Linked DNA regions of Sus scrofa: region 1 is linked to region 2. A link is a contact called in public HiChIP or PLAC-seq data. All regions are on one chromosome and are shown on one strand. Each heading gives the region's core, a stretch centred on a gene start, on an enhancer-like site or on the middle of the called end of the contact. The rest is flanking DNA. Distances are from core to core; before and after follow the strand shown. Region 1 has its middle 20 kb from the start of MIR29B-2. Region 2 holds the start of LOC102160414.

Region 1 (4,346 bases), core at 684-3,183, 44 kb before region 2:
ATGGGGGACAGTGAGGGCAGGGCCGACCACAGGCACGGCCACCCAGCCTCACCCTCCGCGCTGCCGTGGACGCCCCCCGGCCCCACGGGGGGGCTGCCAGACCCAGAGCCTAGGGGGGAACACAAGCCTCAGGTCCGACACATCTGAGAGGAGCTGCCCCATTTCTGCCTCCACCCCGGCCCCCCAGCCCGGCTCTCCCCCAGACAGCTTTAAGCCTCGGGCTGACGATGGCAGGCAGGGGAGACCCCGGCCTTGGGTGAGCAGAGCCCAGGCTCTGGCAAAGCCGGGTCTGGCCAGTGGAACCCCCACCCGGGGCGGCGTCCGAGGGGGGGGACAGGGCGGTCCTGCCCCCGGGGCCACCTTCACTGCGGCAGCCACCACTGCGCCCGCCTCCGCCGCGCTGCGGCCCCCCTTCCCTCCTCCGTCACCGCCCCCGCCCCCGCCCACTCTGCGGAACTGGCACAGCAGGACCAGGAGCACCAACGCCACCGCGGTGGAGGCCAGCACCAAAATGGCAGCCTTGGGATAAAGGAGCCCCCAAATGTCCCCAACCAGCCAGGGAAGGGGAAGCCAGAGACCAGAGGGGGGAACTGCCAACCACCTCCCCACCGAATGGACGACCCCCGCCCCCCCACCCCTCCTTACGCTCGCAATTGTCAGCTTTCCCTTCAGAAACTCCCTCCCCAGAGCAGAAAGCATAAGGAAGAGAGGGCATCACCCCCACCCTCGCGAGGTCCTGAGGCCCATGGGGACACGGGGCATTTGGAAGGACATTCTGTGCTCCTACCCCAAGCCAGGGACTGCAGCCCACTTCTGCCACCAACCGGACCAGAGCTCGCCCCCCAAGGGCGTGAGGTCCTCCACTGCTCCCCCACCCCTTCCCCGGCTCCAGGGGCCGGGCCGGGCCGGGCCAGGCCGGGGGGGCCAGGAGGCAGGGTTGCGAGGAAGGGCCGAGAAGGCACAGCCGTGCCCTCGGTTATGTAATAAGGAGGGCGGTGCTGTCCTAGGCCGGAGACCCGGGCGCAATGCGCTCCCAGATGCGCAGTCACGGGTGGGGGCCACTGCGCAAGGCTCGGGAACCCCCTCCCCACAGACGCGGGCACTGCGACACGGCCTGGAAGGGGAGCCGGGACCCCGATCTCCCCAGGTCCTCCCCTCGCAATCAGAGGCGAGCAGCCTGCTGCCCTAGTTTTGCCCTCACTCTCCTCACACCCCAGGATGACAAACCCTTCTCGCCTCGGACCTCCAGACGCCTCGGGGTCCCGCGGCTTTCCCAGAAATCCCACCAAATACGCAGTTTCCGAACAGCGCCCGGGGCAGTCCTCATTCTCACCTTTCTGAGCACCAGGGAGCAGCAGCTTCCAGAAGGCAGGTCCTCCCATAATGGGCTCAGCTCTGGACAGCCCGGGACGTCAATGCAAATCTCTTGTCCCCGGGGAGTGGCCCAGAGTCAGCAGGAAGCCGAGGGTGGTGGCAGCAGCAGCTCTGCCCTACCTTGCCCATGCGTTTCCAGGGGAGCCAAGAATTATTTTGCCGCAACACTGAGGTGTGGCTGATTGGAAAATTCCCTTTTCTGACACCAAACTAAAGAACGAATATTTCCTTCCAGTTTGGTCATCCCCCTGCGCTCCCATCTCCTCAACCTTCGCCCCAACCAAAAAAAAAAAAAAAAAGTTTGGGGAGCTCTCGGCTCCTCTTCCTCATAGCGCATGAAATAATTAAAAAGGCACAGGAAGAGGCTTCGACTGGTCAGTCAGAAGAAAGCATACGCGCAGGAGCATACGCACACCCCTAAACAGATTTTAGAAGGCTGCTGGGCTTCTCCCCCTCCCCTTTAAGCAAGTGAAATGCAAATTCAGATTTGATACCCTGCCTTCAGCCAATCAAAAAGAGGTTTTCACCTGCCACTGGCCCGCCCACCAATCAGAGGAAGTGTCTGGCGTGAGAGCCCTCCCCTGGCCAATGGAAGGCCAGCTCAGTCACTTAGTTAATGATGCAGCAGTACAAGGAAGGCCATCACATGTGAACTGGAAGGGTGCCAACATGGAGACACAGAGAGCGCAAGGTAAACAACTTTCCAACGCCAAAAGGATGACATTTAATCTCTAAATGCTAGCTTCCCTTCTCAGCTCATCCTTAACCCCTCTCAGCTGGCCCTATAGGTCCCGGCAGCCCCACTACCTGTCCCCCCAGAGCGCCTAACAAGATCCCACAGTGACTGCGTCACCAGTCCCCACTTTCCCCAACTACGCAGTGACAAACCTACCCGCGTGCCCCCGCTTCTCCCGGCCCACGCCCCATCCTGCCCACGGGCTCCCCACCAGACCCAGATCCCCAGGGCCGAACATTTCAGCAAGGCAACCCCTGGAAAGCCACCCCCCTCGCCTCCCTCCCAGCACTTCTCACGCCCTACCTTCCACCTGAGAACCACACAGATGGACAGACAGACGCTGACACCCAGACAACCTGGGAAACCAGTCCGTCTGTCTGTCTGGTAGAAGGAAATGGGGGTAAAGGCTGGGAGGTCAGGTGGGCCGCCAGGGACGGTCTGCTCCTCTCTTCTCTGCCCCGGTCTGGCTGGAGCAGCTGACACTAAGGGAAAAGAAATTAAAGTGGAAAAAACCCTCCCTCAAAGGAAAAAAAAAAATAGCCAAAAGCGAGAAAGAAGGTGAGAAAGACAGAGCACCCACATACGCAGACATGGCCCCCAATCCCAGCAAATACGTACGTGGGGTAAGAAGGGGGTTACGCCATCAAGTCCTGAAGCCCATCGGACCACCCATCGTCGCCTGCGCAGACCCAGATCCCGGTCGGCCGTGAGGTGCCGCAGTCCCGAATGTTCCAGAAACTGGTCCCATTAAACCGTCCCCCGTCGCCCCCAAATCTCTTGTCCCGCCCCTGCCCCCACCGCGGCCCCACCTCCTCCCCGCGGGAACCGCCCGTGCCACCTTGCGTGTCATCCCCTTAGCCAGGCCACCCAGAGGCCTCCGGCCACGGCAGATTTCTGAGCCCTTGGCAAGTGAGCTGGCAGAACCTGGTGCCCGGTGTTGCTATGACTTGTTTCTTGATTTCTCTCTCTCTCTGCTGCAGCACGGCTGTTGCTAGCAGACCTATCGACGAGCGCTCGCTCTCTCTCCCCCTCTCTCCTCTCTCTCTCTCTCTCTCTCTCTGAGCTCTGTGACGCAGATCTAAATTCTCCAGTCTGCTCCTTGTGTTGCAAGAGCAGAACTGCAGCTTTTCCCCTGGAGAGCCGGAGGGCAGTGCCAAGGCTGGTCAAACAAGGCAAAAAGAGTTGGGCCTACTCTCCACTTCCCCGGCCACACTTCTCAGCCCCTCTTTCACCCCAGACCTTGTTGCTCTGGGGTGGAGAGGGCCTGGTCCCTGCAGGCCCATGCCTTCCCTGGGGGCTCCCCAGCCACAAGGCTGGCTTAACTCTGTGAGCGACGGCGCCCGGAACCCAGACAGGGCTGTCCCATGCTAAATGTGGCGTCATCTTTTCTCGAACCATAGGAGCTTCTCCTGGGCCCGAGGAAAACGACGGTCCCCGCCCTCAAGACTACCATCCCATTAACTCTTTCTGCCACAGACACGTCCACAATTACAGCCGTTGCTGATTTTTGTTGTTTTCTGCTTTTCTGGCTACAAACCAGGACTTTTTTCTCCCTGGAATTTCCTAAGGACAAAAAGCGTAATTAAAACACGGCCTGCTTACCCCATGAGTGAGATCCTTCTACTGGGGCAGGAACTGGAGAAACCAAACCAAACAGCAAACTGAACAGCAGCCTAAAGCATCTGGAGGAGAAGCCGTCTGGACCTCCGCTCTTCCTGGGCTCTGAATTTGAGGGCCTAGGTGGCTACGTCCTATTACTCCTCAAAAGGCATTTAGGCTACTCAGTCTCAGAGATTCAGGTTGCTGAGTCATTTGTTCCCAAGAAGATCCTCTGACACCATGAAAAGCAGCAAAACAGAGTGGCCGCCAAGCCGGGACCTGGAGTGGCCAACGACTGGCTTCCTCTCTCCGGGGCAGGTGGCCAAGGGAGACGAGCACCCACCAGCCCAGCTCCCGCTGCCCCCGCCACAGTCATACCTGGTGTTACCTGGTACTGGATAGCCTTCACATACCTGGAAACTCTCAACAGGGAGGGGGTTTCCCACCAAGGCTCTGGAAACTGACCGGGGTTATTTTTGGATGCTGCCAGGTCTCCAGGCATCAAAGCACACAGCTCCCAAGCTTGCCCTGCCCCCAGACTCAGAAATGTTCCCAGAACAGCTCACCTGCTAACTCCCTGGACCCCATACACCCAGACGGACCCAGGGCGTCTTGGGTTCCCACAGCGCCACATCCA
Region 2 (4,022 bases), core at 485-2,984:
AATCCATCACCTCCGGGCGGGAATGTGGCCCATCTCCTGCCCGGGGCCCCAGATTCTAGGCTGGTCACAATGCCAGCTGCTCTTTCCCCACATGCCCGTCCTCCTCCCATCTCCCACAGTCTCTTCAAGGTCAAGGCCCAGCTTACTTACCTGCGTCTTCCCAGCTCCCAGAACCTTACCTAACATGGCAGACACCCCTAAAAAAGTGCGCAATGAATGAATCCTAGCTCGCGGCAGGAGCCATGACCACCCCAGACACCTGAGCCTCCTCTTCCCACCACCACGGGCCCAGACGCCAGGCTCTGCAGGTTTTCCATTGTCTCCCCCACCCCTTCCACCCCCAGGAACGAGCCCCATCGAGCTGATCAATGCCTGACCCTCCTCGTGTGCCCGTGGCTTCCCGCATCCACATCTCTGCCCACGCTCGGCTCGCCCTGCCCTGCGATGACGTCCGCACCCTTCCGCCTCCACGAAGTCCAACTCCTACGCAACTGCCAATTACCGAGCTCTGGGGGAAAGAGGGGATGCAGGAAGGCGGACGATGACAAAAAACGGGGAAGGGGGGCCCTGAGAGAGACACACTGGGGTCTCTGATCCCTGGAGCCACTACCCTCCCAATAGGTTGCAGGCGATTAGAGAAGGAAGAGGCGGGAGGAGGAGCCAGATTTTTCCACTGAACGAAAGGCATGATTTTCATCACTGCTTCTGTTGCCCTGGTAACCAGGGACAGCCCAGTGGAGAGTACAGTAAAAGAACACCATGTTTATCTTTGCTGTCTGATCCACTTCCCCGCACACCCTTCCCTGGCCACCCTCTAGCCCCTAGGCCGGCTCCCAGCTTCTTAGAATGCCACCACCAGCCCATCCTTCCAGGCGCTCTTGCTCAAAACCTCACAGGCAGAGCTCATCTCTCGCTCTTTATGCAACCCCAGGTACCACGTACTCTTCCCCCTGCAACGTTCCGGGGGTCATCTCACCACACCCATCTGCGTGCCAGGGGCGCCCCAAGAACAAAAAGCTGACCTCTCGGGCACCAGAAGGGCATCCGCTCCACAAGAGGATCCACCGGGCAAGGGGGGACATACGGGGTCAAGGAGAGGACGGCTGCCCAGCCAGCCCTTCTTTCTCAGGCGCAGACAGCTGGTGTGCCATGGGCCCCTGCTCGCCCATCTCCCCCTCCATGGCCGGGACCGGGAGCAGAGGGCGCAGGCCCACCCCCGGGCTCCCACAGATCCTGACTCCCACACGGACACAGTGTCTGTGTGACCTGACAACGGAGACACAGCGCTCGCCCTGGGAGATTATATAAGCGTTATATAACATGGTGGCACCAACAGGCACATAGACGCAGTTGCTGAGTGCCAGGGACAGGCCGGGAGTGGAACCAGACCCAAGGGGCTGGAGGTGCAGCCCTCTCACCACCCATGCCAAAGCAACACCCGGCCCTGGCTACCCCAGCCCTGTCTCTACCTGCTCCTTCCACCCCAGAGGACGCAGAGGGAGACTTGCCTGGCTCTGCCTTCTTCCTCCCACGCTGGGCAGCAGGGAGGGGCCGCAGCACCATCACCAGCCCGGCCCAGGGCAGCCTCTGTCCAGCTGCCCTCCCCACAGGGGAGCGGCCAGGGGGCTACCGGCAGGGGAGGGGTGTGGGCCAGCAGCCCCCTCCTCTCTGTCCTTGCACCAGAATGTGTTTGTTTGGGGAACCAGTGCTGCAGCGGCTCCAGGATTGGCTGGGCCAGCCTTCCCTCCGCTCTGTCATTTGCCGTTCTTCTAAAAAACAAAACAAACCGAAAGGGAAAGAAAAAAAAAAAATTAAGCACATTTGGCAAATGCCGAAACCCCAATTTTGGCCTATGGCTGCAAACAAAGCTGGAAGGAGGGGGTCCTACGGACATTATCCAATTTCCCCACAGCCCCCACCTCCCACCACATCCTGGCCGACCCGTGATCTATGAACTTGATCTGTAGGCCTGGAGACTCCTCTTCACGTCCGTCCGGACACCCCCCCCCCGCCCCGCCCCTCACGTCCTTCTCCCAGCCCCTAGCTCTGAGCTGCCTCTGCTGCTGGAGCTTCTACGGCTGGAGGGCACAGCCGCCCCCAGCCTCTGCAGAGCGCTCAACGCCTGGGGCTCCTGGAGCGCGGGAGCCAGGGGCCAGGCGGCCAGCCTGGGGCAGTTCAGGGCAGTTCTGGGGCAGGTCTTCATCAAACTCCTCCACCCGCATCACCACACCCACTTTATTAATTGGGGGGGGGGTACTGAACACAGGCAGTGCCCAGGGGCATCTCTGGCTGCGCCTGCCTCTCCCGAGCTATGCCCGGGGCCTTCCCGCCTCCTCCACGCGCACCTCCGCGCCCCCTGAAGAAGGGGGGAGAAAGAAATACGCATTAATATCACGAGCCTTCGCGCACCATCGCGCGCCCCCTCAACCACCTGTCTCTGCGCTCTCCCTCCCCCACTGCCTTCCTCAACTCCGGGCGCCCCCTCTGCAGCAGCGGGGCACCACGCCCACTGCGGAGCCGAGAAACGGAAGGTGAGCAGCGGCCAGGGGCTCCGGGCCGGGCCCCGGGGACTGCTCATCCGCCTCCCCCGCCCTGCGGGCCCCGGCCCCAGAGCCCGAGGACCGGCCGGGGCCGCTCGCGGCCGCCATCCGCTCCCACCCACGCGGCCAGGGCATCCGCAGGGGAGGCCGCGCCGCAGCAGGGGTGGGGCGCGACCCGAGCGCGGCGGGGCCCAGGGCGCAGTCCCCAGGGGGCCCACCCCTGCCCCGGGGCTCTCGGCGACCGCCCGCAGGCCCGGCCGGGGCCCCGCGCTTACCTCGCGTGTCCGCCTCCCTCCCGGGGGCCCGCACAACCGCCTCGCCGCCCCCGCGAGCGCCCAGCGGAGAGCGCGAGATGCGCAGCGGCGGCGGCCTCGGCTCCGCAGCGGCGGCTTCCCGGTGTGTGAGCTCAGCCCGCCCGCGCGCCCGCGCTTCCCACGCTCGGCGCCCGGCGTCGCGCCACCCAGCGGCCGCGGGGCGCATCGCACGCCGGCGTCCGGGAAGCTCTGCCGCAGCCCTAGCGACGGGCTTGGAAATTCCCAGAATCTGACCGCGGGTCCGCGGTGGGGCTGGGGACCTCGGCCAGCCTTGGAGCCTTGGAGCGGAAAGGCTCCCACCCACCCCATCCCTGAAGGAGATTCCAGAGTCTTTGCCTGAGTCCCTGAGGTCCCGCTCCGTTTCTCTGGCCGTTTGCCCGCTTTTGTCTCTCGGGGCGGTGGAAGCTGGGGTGAAGGTGGTGATTCTCCTGTAAAGTGGTGGCGGGGGATCGGCGTGGCCCAAGGGAAGGAAGCGCGGGTTAGGCTAGCAGGTCAAGGCCTCCTTGGGCCTGTCTAGAGGTCCGAGGTGTGCAAAAACAAAACAAAAAAAGAAAAGAAAAGAAAAAATAAAAACACAGAGGCCTTAACCCACCTGGAAATTCTAATTCGGGAGCCTGGGAGTGCTGGTTCTTAACCTCTCCTCTGCTCCAGACCCTTTAGAGAACTGGAAAAGAGCTGTGAGCCCTCGCTCCAGAAAAGTGCACGTGCACCCATAAACATAGCTTCGCGTGGTCAGAGAATTCTCCTGCTTCTCAAAGCTCCGGGGACCCAGCTGAAGGACACCGTCTCTGCCAGTACCCTAAGCCAGTCCAGCCTGGTGATCGCCTGTGTGGCTGCCTGTTTGCTCATGAGGCTTCTTCCTTCAGGCACACCCCTTCTCCCCCAGTCCCACCTTTCTGCCTGTGGAATATCTGCTTCTCCTTGAAAGCCGGCTCGAATACCGCCTCCTCCCTGATTTCCCCTTCAGGGGTGTCATCCATGGCCGTCGTGGGTTTCTGGGAGCATGTTCTTTGTGCCATTTATGTCTGTTAATACTGTATATATGTGGACCTGTGCTTATTTTTGTGGTTGTTGTCTTATTGCTCCTTCTAGATTATAAACTCTTTTAAGATCAGTTTCCTCCTCTACAACTACCAAGGTGCCTTACAAGATATGCCCTTGGCAGGTA

Evidence for each region. HiChIP or PLAC-seq counts read pairs in DNA pulled down with a chosen protein or histone mark.
Region 1: a contact with region 2 is called in an H3K27ac HiChIP or PLAC-seq map of alveolar macrophages. The contact joins the enhancer-like site here to the promoter of LOC102160414 in region 2. A contact is called at or near these places in 1 of 5 promoter capture datasets (liver), 15 of 47 Hi-C or Micro-C datasets (alveolar macrophages, blood, brain and 7 more) and 2 of 2 datasets of contacts at active chromatin or transcription factors (alveolar macrophages and skeletal muscle).

Annotation. Positions count from the first base shown.
Region 1 is chr9:134,996,833-135,001,178 of Sscrofa11.1, reverse strand. No RefSeq gene overlaps it. Among named protein-coding and RNA genes, the nearest start is that of MIR29B-2, 20 kb to the left of the region's middle. Within about 2 kb of position 1,933, at least 19 of the 83 cell types and tissues checked have an H3K27ac peak or open chromatin away from gene starts, as enhancers often do. A contact at or near this core is called in alveolar macrophages, liver, omental adipose tissue and 1 more, where this site is marked.
Region 2 is chr9:134,952,941-134,956,962 of Sscrofa11.1, reverse strand. LOC102160414 reads left to right here and starts at 1,734. Exons shown (of 2, transcript XM_021063896.1): 1 at 1,734-2,531; 2 at 3,506-3,800. The coding sequence starts at 1,951. The coding sequence ends at 3,779. LOC110255544 (a long non-coding RNA gene) reads right to left here and starts at 2,993. Exons shown (of 2, transcript XR_002336086.1): 1 at 2,816-2,993; 2 at 1-1,769.